Regions from separate parts of the Mus musculus genome. Here regions 2 and 3 are each linked to region 1. The links are chromatin contacts, called in public promoter capture Hi-C maps. All regions are on one chromosome and are shown on one strand. Each heading gives the region's core, a stretch centred on a gene start, on an enhancer-like site or on the middle of the called end of the contact. The rest is flanking DNA. Distances are from core to core; before and after follow the strand shown.

Region 1 (3,769 bases), core at 713-3,212:
CGAGGTGCCTGTGTGGGTCTCTGTGCAGTCATTGTGCAGGTCAGCGCTTGTCTGGAACGAAGGAGAGAAAGGTAGAGACATGAAGAGCATGGTAGGGGTAGCCAGACTGAAGTCTGCATCTCCTATGACCAAGAAGCACAAGATTTGATTTTCTACTTTCTTTTTTCAAGCAAGATTTGGCATCTGCTGATATTTTACTTTGCTCTCCTCTATGTGCAACTTGTCTATAATTCTGGCATCAAGCTGCCTTTCCTGGGGATGAAGTACTCCCACTATGAATATTTTCTCTTCTGAGATTCCCAAACAAAATGTGTCTATAAAAAAAGGAACTGTTTCTAAGTCACTGTGAATCATGCCAGTCCATTAATCATCAGGTCCATTGAACATGGTTGAGCATATTTAGAAATTTTAACTCAAACAGCATTCCCTTTGGCCTTGAGATTGACATCTGTCTGCCTCTGTAATAGAGGAATATAATGACATCTTGATCAGAGACATTTGAACAAAACTTACTTAGAATAGATTTTGCGTTAACTGTTGACTTGGTTGGAAAGCTACAAGTTTGTGTCTTCTACCTTTAAATACGATTGGTCACGTTAAAAAAATTAACCCACACTTAGTTCTGGGTTCAGATTACAAAACTGCTGTGTATTAGATGTGACCCACAGTCATGTTATATGCTCTTCACATTAGCAGCATGGAATTTATATTTCCTGATTCATTCTAGACATAAATGAGATCCTGCCTTGTGAAAGTATCTGTTAATATTATTAGTGCATGCAAGGAACTGTGTAGGCTAGCTTTAGAGTAATAAAGAGGCTATGGAGATATACCATATGCAGATATGCAGAAATACCACAAAGACTTCCAGTTAGTCTGCTGGCTGAATAAACAGCAGGGCCAAAAATTCCTAACCAGACAACACCCAAGCTTCAGTGCTTCAGTTTTAGCTAGAGATTTCAATGTGTAGGAGGGAGGTGTAAAAAAATAATGTGTTCTATTATCACTTCCTTTGGTTTCCCACTTAGTGTCCTAGGATTTCTCAAGTTATGGTGGCTCTGCTTCTCAGAGTGTTGTGCAAGTCAAGCTGCCCTTTATACCTGTTGATGAAAATAAGTCCCTAGAGATGACTATACCGGAAAAGGTTTACGTAAGAAAAGCTTGTTATTGCAACTGTCTCAAATAGAATCCACCAGCTGTCTCTGCCAGAGCAGCTTTACCTAAGGATGAATCTCTACAAAGGTGAAAAATCTCTTCTCTGCTTTAGTGCAAGGGCTTCCAGATGAGGGGGAGTCTATGCAGTAGAAACATTGAAGTGCTTACCAGGCCATTTTCTGAAGTCAGCTCTGGATGCCACAGAAATAGAAACAGCCAGGGGCTCTGACACCCAAGTAGACATGTCTGCTATGTCCCTTTCTAAAGCTATAAAGTGTGTCTACTACAAAGAACCCTTGACTAGAATGTCACAGTCTGTTTATTATTCAAGTAACTGAACATATGGCATGAGAGGAAGGCCAGCACCTTCCAGTGGAGACAACACGGCTCTTCTGCCTAGGTACAGAAAGAGCTATAAACACTGATATTGTGCAAACCACATATTGGTACTGCTTAGGCTTTTTTAGGGTTGTTAGTGAGAATGATGCATATATTCCAGAGCCCCCATCCACTGAAGACCAGACAATGATGAAGCCCTTTTTCTCCCACAAAGAACAAAATGTATAACATCCTATCATAAGCTATTGGGGTTACTGGCAACCCCCCAAAGCTTTGTAGTTATTAACTGGTTCACAGCCTGCTATTTTATTGAGATTAGGATCTACATAGAATCAACCTGGTTAAATTTGAGGCTTTAGACGTTTGAAAGTACCCATCTCTGTTCTCAAAGCCTCCAAACAGTTCTTCATTATGCCCTTGAAGGGAAATTCAATAATTGTTCATGACTCATGGAAGTGAAGGCACAGGCAGGCGTGGGCTGGAGGAGATCTAAGCATATAACTCCTTGAGCTGCTTTCCTCAGAGGCTCCCCAGAGGCTGAGGAGTTCATCCCAGGCAAAATTGAGACTGTTTTTTTTCATGTAGGTTATCTGTTCTTAGGAGATATTACTGGTATAGAGTCTATACTTTTATCATTTGCTAGTGGTTGAGTCAGACTATATCCCTATTATTAGAGTATCAGTAAGCATAGGGTGATTAAGCCCTATGACCCTGAAATCTTCTTTCAGGCTGTTTCCAGGGAGGCATCAGACAAGCAGAAGGCATTTGGAGTGTTTGCTGCATGTAATGACAGGTTTCGTGGCTTCTCAGACCTGAGTTAAACAATGACAGGGAAGATCATCTTGGCAGAAGTGCCATTATTCCTGAGAGAAACTTTCCAATATATGCTAGTCTTTCAAGAGAGTAAGCAGTGGTCCCCCCAATTGATACGTCAAGCGGAAAGAAATCATTTCCCACAAAGGTCAGGGAAGAGGGTCATTCTGAAAGTATGTCTTATTCTTCTCTACTTCAAGAGAGACACAGAAACAAGGCAACCTACTATTCGCTGGTCTGTGTAATCACCACTGCTGTAGGAGGTAGCCAATGTGGAAGAACACTTCTCTGCATACCAAGGTGACAGGCCTTGCTGGGAGGCACTGCTGATAGAGATGGTGTAAATGCTGTCTGTGTAGCCATCACAGTCACAGTTATCTCCCTGACGACCCCCATTCCCTGAAGCCCAGACAAAGATGGAGCCTTTCCCTTGTCTCCCCTGAAAGAAAAGAGAGAATGTATAACAATCTATTATCATCAATTGTGGTTACCAGCAAGCTCTTCAAAACGATCAGAAGATAGATGCACAGTATTCTCAAAGACAATCCTTTGTAATCTGTCTTTAATTTCAAGGTTTCAAGGGTTGTCATATTGTGTTTCTCAGACCAGAAGCAGAGTATCCCTGCCTGCCTTCTGTTTTCAGGGCCTTCTCTGCAGTGGGGTGGATCTAGGCTTTTCCTTTCTTCTTTATCCTAGATTCTATAATGCAGCCTTTAACATATGAATTATAAATTTTTCACTCTTCTCTTCATTATGTCACTAGACTTGAATCTTTGAACTTCCTCTGTTTCTGCTTGAATCATCTGGCTGACTGATAGAATGACAAAATCAGGCATTATTCAGATCTGCCTTGCAGCTGCATTAAAAAGACTCTTGGTTTGAATGGAACTCGTCAAGGCCACTCTTTCTGTGATATTTCAATTGGTGCTCTCCAAAGCTTCTACTTTTGTCTCATCCTGCATAGTTCAAGGTCTTAAAATCTGTCCAACAATGTAGTTAGCTCACGAGAAAGAGCAACATATGAGGGATGAAAGGATTCCAGGTACTCATGTAATGTAGAGGGCAGGATGTTGCTACATTCAAGAATGAACTCTCACAGCAATTGGAAGAAGGCTAAGTTACCTAGTAAAAGACTTTGAAGAAAAATGAGACATATGTCCAAAAGCATTTGTGTGTGTGTGTGTGTGTGTGTGTGTGCAGGTTCATCTGCATGTTTCCATGTGTTCATGTGTGTGTACGTGTGTGTGTGTGTGTATGTTCAGATACATGTGTATGTGTGCTGTATGTGTGGAGTCTTGAGGTCAGCATTAACTGTCATTCTTGAGGCACTATCCACTTAGGGTTTTTTTTAAAGATTTATTTGTTTGTTTGTTTGTTTGTTTATTTATTTTATGTAAGTTCACTGTAGCTGCCTTCAGACACTCCAGAAAAGGGTGTCTGGGTGTCTGTGGTTGCTGGGATT
Region 2 (3,560 bases), core at 432-2,931, 730 kb before region 1:
GGTAGTGGGGGAGGGGTGGGGCTGGGGTTTTCACCTGGACCTGGCCTGCAAACCCCGGGCTTTCCATTTAAGAAGATGACAGGAGATTCTAGTTAAGAAGGGAGATGGCTCGGCTAGTAACTCATCAGTAAGTGCTTATGCATGAGAGTGAGGACCTTAGTTTGATCCCCCAGAATCCACAGAAAAAAGTTGGGTGCAAATCACAAGCTGGGGAGATCTAGATAGGAAGATCCCAGGGGCGTTCTGGCTGCTAGCTAGTCCAGTCCATCCCAGCCTGTGAACTCCAGATTCAGTGAAGGACGGTGTCTCACCAAAGTAAGGCTGAGAGTGATTAAATAAGTCATCCAACATTAACCACTGGGCTGTTGTGTAAACAAGGGTACACAGACACACACACCATACATTTTATGGACTTGGGCATCCATGGACATCTGTATTTTTTCAGCTTCCCAATGAAGCCTCACTGAGGAAGTTTCTTTCCTCTGCTTTTCACTGTCACGCGTCACTTTAGTTGGTATTGGAGGCAGGTGGCCAAGGTTCTTGGCTTGTTGGGGCTGCCTCGGCTTTGTCCCCAACACTCCAGTTAACTGTACAACAAGCTCACTTTCCAGCACTGGAGTCTGTTGAGCTGGGCATTCCAGCAGCAGCCCAGGCACAAAGAAAGCCTTTTCTGAGGAGGAAGGTGTTCTTAGAGAGCTGCATATGGATTTGTGGAACAGGACTTTGAAGCGCTCCCTCTAATCTTGCAGCCTGCGTCACTGAGGATGGATCTCCAAGGCAAGAATCCATCAGATCATACAGTAAGTTATCATGATAACCAGACCTGAAAATATCCTACAATTAAGGCAGCACAGGCAAAAATGGAGTCCAGGATTTACTTTTCTAGTGGGTGGGGCTAGGTAAGAATGGACAAACTAGGTGATAAAGAAAGAAAGCCTAGTGCAAAGAAAAGGAAGGGCCGCAGACCCCACTACATGCTAACAGGGGGAAGAGAGTGCCTATGGCCCCCATCCATAACATAAAAGCTAGAGATCACATCCAGCCTCGAAGCTGCCTCCTGCCTTGCCAGAAGAACACTGCCAGTTCAAAATAGTGCTTAAAACAAAGCCTTCAGATAAACACTTAACTGCCGCCAGCCCAGCTGTCAGGCCCACTATCCACACACCAACCAGCGTTCTGCCTTCTGGTCCTCCCAGGCAGTCCTGCTGCCCACTCATTTGAGCAGTGTCTTCCCTTGAGTCCCTCCCCCACACCCTGCAAAGTCCTCTGGCTGCTTTGAAGGACAGAGCCCAGGCAACGGCATCCTAGAAAAGGCACAGCTAGCTGTCTACAAAGCTCTGGAAAGGAAACAGCAACACCCCAGCGCTTCCTTAGCATTTAAACACACTCACTGTTCTCGCTCCGGTGAGCTGTTGTAAATAATCTTGAATCGCACTGGTGTTGTTAGTGGCTGTGATGTCCACAAACTCCAGAAGACCTTGTTTGAAAGGCAGTTGACTGAGGATTTCTTGGGTCTTTCTGCAGTAGGGGCAGGTGGGCTTGATGAACACGACCACCTTCCCAGACTGGATCTTGCAGTTCACAAACTCCTGAGCCATGCTGACAGGCTGCAGCTTCTCCAGGGAGGAACGTGCAGTTGAAAGTAATGGTCCGGTAATGCAGCGGCGCTTAGCCAGCAGCTCTCATTTAATAAGGAACCTCCTTGGAGGAGGAGTTACCAAGTAGGATGCTTCAGTTTTAAAGGGCCAGCCCCAAAGTCAGTTCATTTTGGTATGAGTCAGTACTTCCTAGGCCTACCATTGCACACTGGCTGTGTAAGCTATAACAGGCTGTCTTGTGTCCTCCCCAAGAACAGAACTAAGTCACCCTCTAGGGTAGCAGAGACAGCGCAGACCAGTTTCTGGGTAGGAGGCCCCAGGTCCTCTTAGAACAAATTCTCTCTCTCTCTTCTTTTGGAAACACGGTTGTTTTGAAAAATAAAAACACAACCATTCAGGAAAGCTTTGGCTCTTCATAGGATGTGGGGACTGCATAGTGATTGGGCCTTGTGGGTTGCACCGGCATGCTTTCTTTGCCCTGTAAGGTGGGTACTTGTGTGATTAGTGGACTTGGTTCTTGACATGTAAAAATGTGCTTGTCTGTACTTTCTCTCTGTCTTTAAAAAGTGGGGTGCCATGCTCTGAGTTCATGGTGAACAATGAGCCCTTTTCAGTGGGGTAGATTTGTGACTGAACTTTGCCACGGGGCCTACCTGTGAAGCTAAGCTTTTTAATAGGTCTCTCTTACTCCAAAAGCCTTAGGGCTGGTGACCTTTGAATAGCAGTTCAGTAAGAAACAAATTCTCCCATAACCCCTGACCTGAGATTCCAGACAGAATGTGGATCTTTTCCTGTCTGACTTGTTTTGACAGTGAGCTGAGGTGCTTTGGGAGGTGGTGCTGAGGTAGATAAGCAAGTCGAAGAGAAAACTCCTGTCAGACTGAAGCACCTTTCCAAGCAAGCAACCAGCTCCACAGTAGAACCAGAGTATCTTACAGGAGGTCAGACTACAGTCATGTCCTGGTGACGGCTCTGGTGCACATTGTGACCAAAGAGAAGTAAACTGACTTCTGGGGGCTGCTTTCTTTGTCACTCTCACTGTTACCCACATCAAATGGCAAAATAACAGTCAGATGGTAATAGTCAGGGCCACAGAAGAAGCGGAGAGAGAGTTCTGCCAACGGAGAAGCGGCCTGGCTGCATGGCTGAGGTGGCTGGCCCATGGCAGGGTTGTAGACCTCTCAGCCCATAGCTTCCCACAATTCTGAACAAGTTTAGGGCTAGAGTCTTAACTTTCTGGCAACCTTCTGATGCCAGCTGTTTCAAGGACCTCTTGAGGGTTCTTGCTGTTCACATGACCCTGGGGAATAAGCACCCAGCTCAGGCTGTTCCTTTAGAGTCTTTCTCTCCTTCTCATTTGTCTGGTCTTTCCCTTCCTCCTTTTCCTAACAATCTGACTCTCTCATCTATCTCAAAGATCATTTTGAGAACCACCATGATCTTCGGTCTCTTGCATTCTGCCCTGTCTCAATATTTGCCACTCCTGTTTTCCTTACCTCCTCTTTGTTGCAATCTGACCTCCTTATCTCTCTCTGCCTGTTGAAATGCCTCAGTTACTTAAGCATCCTAGAACCAGTGTGAATTTATCATGTGCAGAAATGTGGGGACCTCCCAAGAGACCTGTATAGAGTCACGTGGGGCTTGGAGTCTCACTTTATGCCTAACTCCAAACTCCAGACAGATGAAGATCCTTGTCTGAGTATACTGTTTCTATAATTTTACAACATCTGATTTGCAGTCTACTATATTTACCTGAAATCTTATAAATGATAGTACCTGGATACAGGAGAACTCTATTGTCTGTCCTGCAGTTCAGATTAGTTGAGACTAATATCTGAGCCCTTATCTAATATTTAATAATATGTGGACCTCCCCTCCAAGTCTCAGGAAAGCATTGTCTGCTGAGAAGCCCTGCCTTCAGCCTCTCAGACTTAGTGTTCAAACTGCCCAGCTTTCTGCTCA
Region 3 (4,031 bases), core at 278-2,777, 830 kb before region 1:
GCAGATCCCTTTAGCTCCTTGGGTACTTTCTCTAGCTCTTCCTTTGGGGGCCCTGCGATCCATCCAATAGCTGACTGTGAGCATCCACTTCTGTGTTTGCTAGGCCCCGGCGTAGTCTCACAGTAAGCTATATTCTTTATCTATTTATGCACTTCAGTGTCATGGTGTTTGACTGGTGGGCCATTAGACTGATGAGACCGTATACTTTCTTTTGATCCAAGAGGAACTGTGACTCTGCACATTTGCATCTTTCAGGATGGTTATTTCCAGAAACTACAAAACATTGTACTTGGACACAAAGGAAAAAATTTATTTATTTATTTATTTATTTATTTATTTATTTATTTAGGACTGGGTCTCACTATGTAACTGGCTCTTCTGGAGCTCACGATATAGCCTGGGCTGGTTTTGTTTTTGTTTGGTTTTGTCTTTACTAGTGACTCTAATTACAGCTATTTGGGAGGCTGAGGAGGGAAGACCTATCTCAAAGAACAGAGAGGACTAAGTAAACTACATAGAGAACGCCCCCTGCCCTGCCCTGTCTATGGACAGGAAGCTAATTCTGTCTCAGCTGAGCAATACTGATTCCTAATAAACAGTTGTGGCCATCTCCCAGCTTCTTGTTTTCCTCAGTCTTCCCAGGACCTTTTAAACATCTAGTTCTCAAAACAGGTCCACTTAACAGAGAAAACAAGCCCAATTTCAAAGCAGAGCAAATAATCAAAAAGATAAACAAGAACTCTTAACTGTGTGTGAGATGCTTGTGAGAATTTTAATATTTATGAGGGAGCCCCAGAGTAGCCTTTGGCCTGTCCTAGTATTAGCAGTCCTCATGGTGTTTTATACTGGAGGTAGTCTGAGGCCCTTTTGGGGCCTCCACAAGCTTTACTTCTGTGTGTCATCACGAAAGAATCTAAAATATCCTTACATTAACATGATCCTTCTTTTTCAGTGAGCTATTATTAAATAATGTAACTGGAATGTGTACTGAAAAAAATCCAAGTAAACTGCTACAACTTTCTTTTTTTTTTTTTTCTTTTTTTTTTAAACCACACACATTAAAAATCCCAACACTTCAAATTCCACAATCTTGGTTAAAATATGCCAAATATAGCTTGCAATAGTAAATGACCTTTCCAAAGTGGCACCCGCAAATTAATTGGTGCGTGAACAAAGAACCTTTTCTGCAGCTGCATGAATGTTGCCTTTTTTTTTTTTCCTTCTTCACAAGTACGATTTTACAAAACAGCCAAAGCGCATGTTGTAAATTGACAAAACGATAACACACTTTCTGCGAAGGCTGGGGTGGGTACGGGACCGCGGGGTGGGCAGGGGGCTGCCTCCTGGCTGGGCTCTCTTCTGGTCCCCGGCGGGGGCCAGGCCGCCCCTCCCCCGCTCCCGGCTCAGGTTTCAGCCTTCCGAGTTGAGGAAACTTGCTGCAGGCGGATTGGCGGCGAGCTGCTCCCGGGCTCCGGCGTCGTCCCCGCGCCCACCGCTCCTTTGTGTCCCGCGGCCTCGGCCAGCAGCCAGCTCCCCCGCGCGCCGGACTCTCGGGGCGACACGTGCGGGCCTCCGGCCCCGCCGAGCGGAGGCGGAGCCCGGGCGGAGGCGCGGCGGCCAGGAGCGGCGACCAGGGACCGCAGCGCTGCCAGCGCCCGGCCGGCCGCTCACTCCCGGCCCGCTCCTCTGCGTCGGTAGCGCCGCGTCGTAGGAGCGGGAGGGCCGCGGCCGGGGATGAGCTGACTGCAGTGAGAGCGTCGCCCGGGCCCCCGCCAGGCCGCCCGCTGCCATCTCCGCGCCGCCCTGCCAGCCGCGATCATGTACGTACGCGTCGCCGTTCTGCCACGGTCTGGGTCCGGGACGTGCCACGCGCCCTGGCTGTACCCACCCGCTCACCGCGCCCCTCTCGGCCCCGCAGGTCCATCCACATCGTGGCGTTGGGGAACGAGGGCGACACGTTCCACCAGGACAACCGGCCGTCGGGGCTCATCCGCACATACCTGGGAAGAAGCCCGCTGGTGTCGGGGGACGAGAGTAGCTTGTTGCTGAACGCGGCCAGCACGGTCGCGCGCCCGGTGTTCACTGAGTACCAGGCCAGTGCGTTCGGGAACGTCAAGCTGGTGGTGCACGACTGTCCCGTCTGGGTAAGGGGCAGTGGCTGCGCGGTGCCCAGGAGGAAGGAGCTTGCCTTTTTGGATCCCTCCTCCCCTTGTTTCTTAATTTCCTGATTGCCTGGAGAGTTTTTTTAGTTTGTTTTTGTGTTTTTACATTTTTTGGCAAATCCCATCCTTTGTTACAATTTGGAGGTGGTGGGGGCAGCCCAGTCACGTCTGTAAGGTAAAATGGCCCCAGGGCAATATAGAGCCGTTACTGTGTTTCAAGACTTGTTCTTTAGTGGATGGACAGCTGACAGTTGAATGTGCCAACCCCAAACAGGGTCGCGAAGTTCCACTGGCCAAGAGTCATGTTTTCATGTCCACCTCGTGGAGGATAGGGAGATGTGTTCTATAAATACTGCCCTTTACAGCTCAACGTAGGCAAAAATACTCTAGACAGGGACAGGTCAAAAATAGTATGGGAACAAGGGAAAAAAGAATGGGATTTGAGAACTAATTTTAAATGGCTTATTTGTTGATTATTAACCTCTGAAAAGACTAGTTTTTAATAGTGCTAATGCTCATATATTAGCCTTTTGTTTTAGTGGTTAATAAATTGGAAATACCACTAAGAACTTAAATAAATCTTCATGTTTATGATAGTTGAATAAAATAAGTCTTAGCTTGTCTCTTGAGTAGCTTGACTCTGAAGTGTTTGATAAAAGGACAAAGAAGACAGCTCCCTGACTTACAAATATCTTCATAACACAGTAGCACTATGTATTTCAAGTGTCTTCATTTAATTTTAAATCTGTGATTTCTTGCTGATATTGTAGTTATATATTTTTCAGCTAAAGATTACTATATATACATAATATATAAATGTTTAAACTTTTGGGTCTTAAAAAAGGTACAAATTATGTGAGATTTTTACATTAAAAAGACAGTTTTTTTTTTAAGAAAACTACCAGAGCTAAGGAGAACTAGCATACTTTTGAATAGAAATGTGTAAAAAGTAAAGAGAAAATTTTCTTGAGCATATTTTCCTATTATGGAAAGAAAGCACTCTTTAACTGGAAACTCATATCAGTGTGCTGAAATAAATGAAAGGATGCTACCTAACCTTCAAGTATGACAGTGATGACAGTATCAAAAGATGCCACTAGGGAGGACTGGTAGGCACAGTTACTTTGAGCCCTTTTATTATGAAAGATTTTGTAGCCTAAAAGTATTACTTATTCAGTATACTGTTGAATAAATGTGCAATGAATCAATGGAGTAGACACAGAAAACATAAGAGAAGATGAATTAGGATGTTGGGATTTGCTTTTTGTTTTGTTTTGTTTTAATTTGAGAGTTAACCCTTTCCTGCCTGTGTCCATTTAGCCAAGAGCCAGCCATTTTATAAGAATAAAATAGATAACACAAAATCTTCAAAATGGGTGAAAAATAAGCTTTGTGGTCTTGACTCTTGTCACATCTTGACTGTCATGGTTTATAAAGGGAATTCCAATTGTGTGTGCTCACAGTCTGTGACGACACATTCGTCACTGGGTACAACTTCCCAGATTGGATGAGCCCTCAAGCGCAGTGAATTAAATAGGCAGTTATTCACTCTGAGCTTCTGGGTCTTCCTCTTGAATGCAAGTAAATTCTGCCAGAAATATGAAGGTTGGTGATGCCTGTCAGCTGGGACTGGCATATGTACTGAGTCGGAATATCAAACAGCGCTTTGGACAACAAAAGGAACAGCTTTCACACCCCATGCTCTCACTATATGTGGTTTTGGTAAATTGCTCACCCCCCTCTCAGGCTTATTTTCCCTATCTATCCTAGAGCTGTGCTGAAGGGTAAAGTCCCAAGTATGGTGGCTCTAGGTGCTCCAAAAGCGATAGCTGCCATAATAAAGTGCATATTACAGCTTTAGTGCAGTCA

Evidence for each region. Promoter capture Hi-C pulls out the DNA fragments that hold promoters and counts their contacts.
Region 2: a contact with region 1 is called in a promoter capture Hi-C map of hippocampal neurons, with 3 times the contacts expected there. The contact joins the promoter of Glrx here to the enhancer-like site in region 1. A contact is called at or near these places in 9 of 39 promoter capture datasets (cranial neural crest, embryonic stem cells, hippocampal neurons and 3 more), 3 of 115 datasets of contacts at active chromatin or transcription factors (SST interneurons and embryonic stem cells) and 1 of 9 other capture datasets (embryonic stem cells).
Region 3: a contact with region 1 is called in a promoter capture Hi-C map of hippocampal neurons, with 2.4 times the contacts expected there. The contact joins the promoter of Rhobtb3 here to the enhancer-like site in region 1. A contact is called at or near these places in 5 of 39 promoter capture datasets (the C10 cell line, cranial neural crest, hippocampal neurons and 2 more) and 1 of 9 other capture datasets (embryonic stem cells).

Annotation. Positions count from the first base shown.
Region 1 is chr13:75,111,519-75,115,287 of GRCm38.p6, reverse strand. It overlaps Pcsk1 (proprotein convertase subtilisin/kexin type 1), which reads right to left. Exons shown (of 14, transcript NM_013628.3): 8 at 2,534-2,746; 9 at 1-51. Among named protein-coding and RNA genes, the nearest start is that of Pcsk1, 24 kb to the right of the region's middle. Within about 2 kb of position 1,962, at least 17 of the 459 cell types and tissues checked have an H3K27ac peak or open chromatin away from gene starts, as enhancers often do. A contact at or near this core is called in SST interneurons and hippocampal neurons, where this site is marked.
Region 2 is chr13:75,838,007-75,841,566 of GRCm38.p6, reverse strand. It overlaps Glrx (glutaredoxin), which reads right to left and starts at 1,681. Exons shown (of 3, transcript NM_053108.4): 1 at 1,392-1,681. The coding sequence starts at 1,598. Gm41005 (a long non-coding RNA gene) reads left to right here and starts at 499. Exons shown (of 2, transcript XR_873685.2): 1 at 499-800.
Region 3 is chr13:75,941,320-75,945,350 of GRCm38.p6, reverse strand. It overlaps Rhobtb3 (Rho-related BTB domain containing 3), which reads left to right and starts at 1,527. Exons shown (of 12, transcript NM_028493.2): 1 at 1,527-1,820; 2 at 1,919-2,144. The coding sequence starts at 1,819.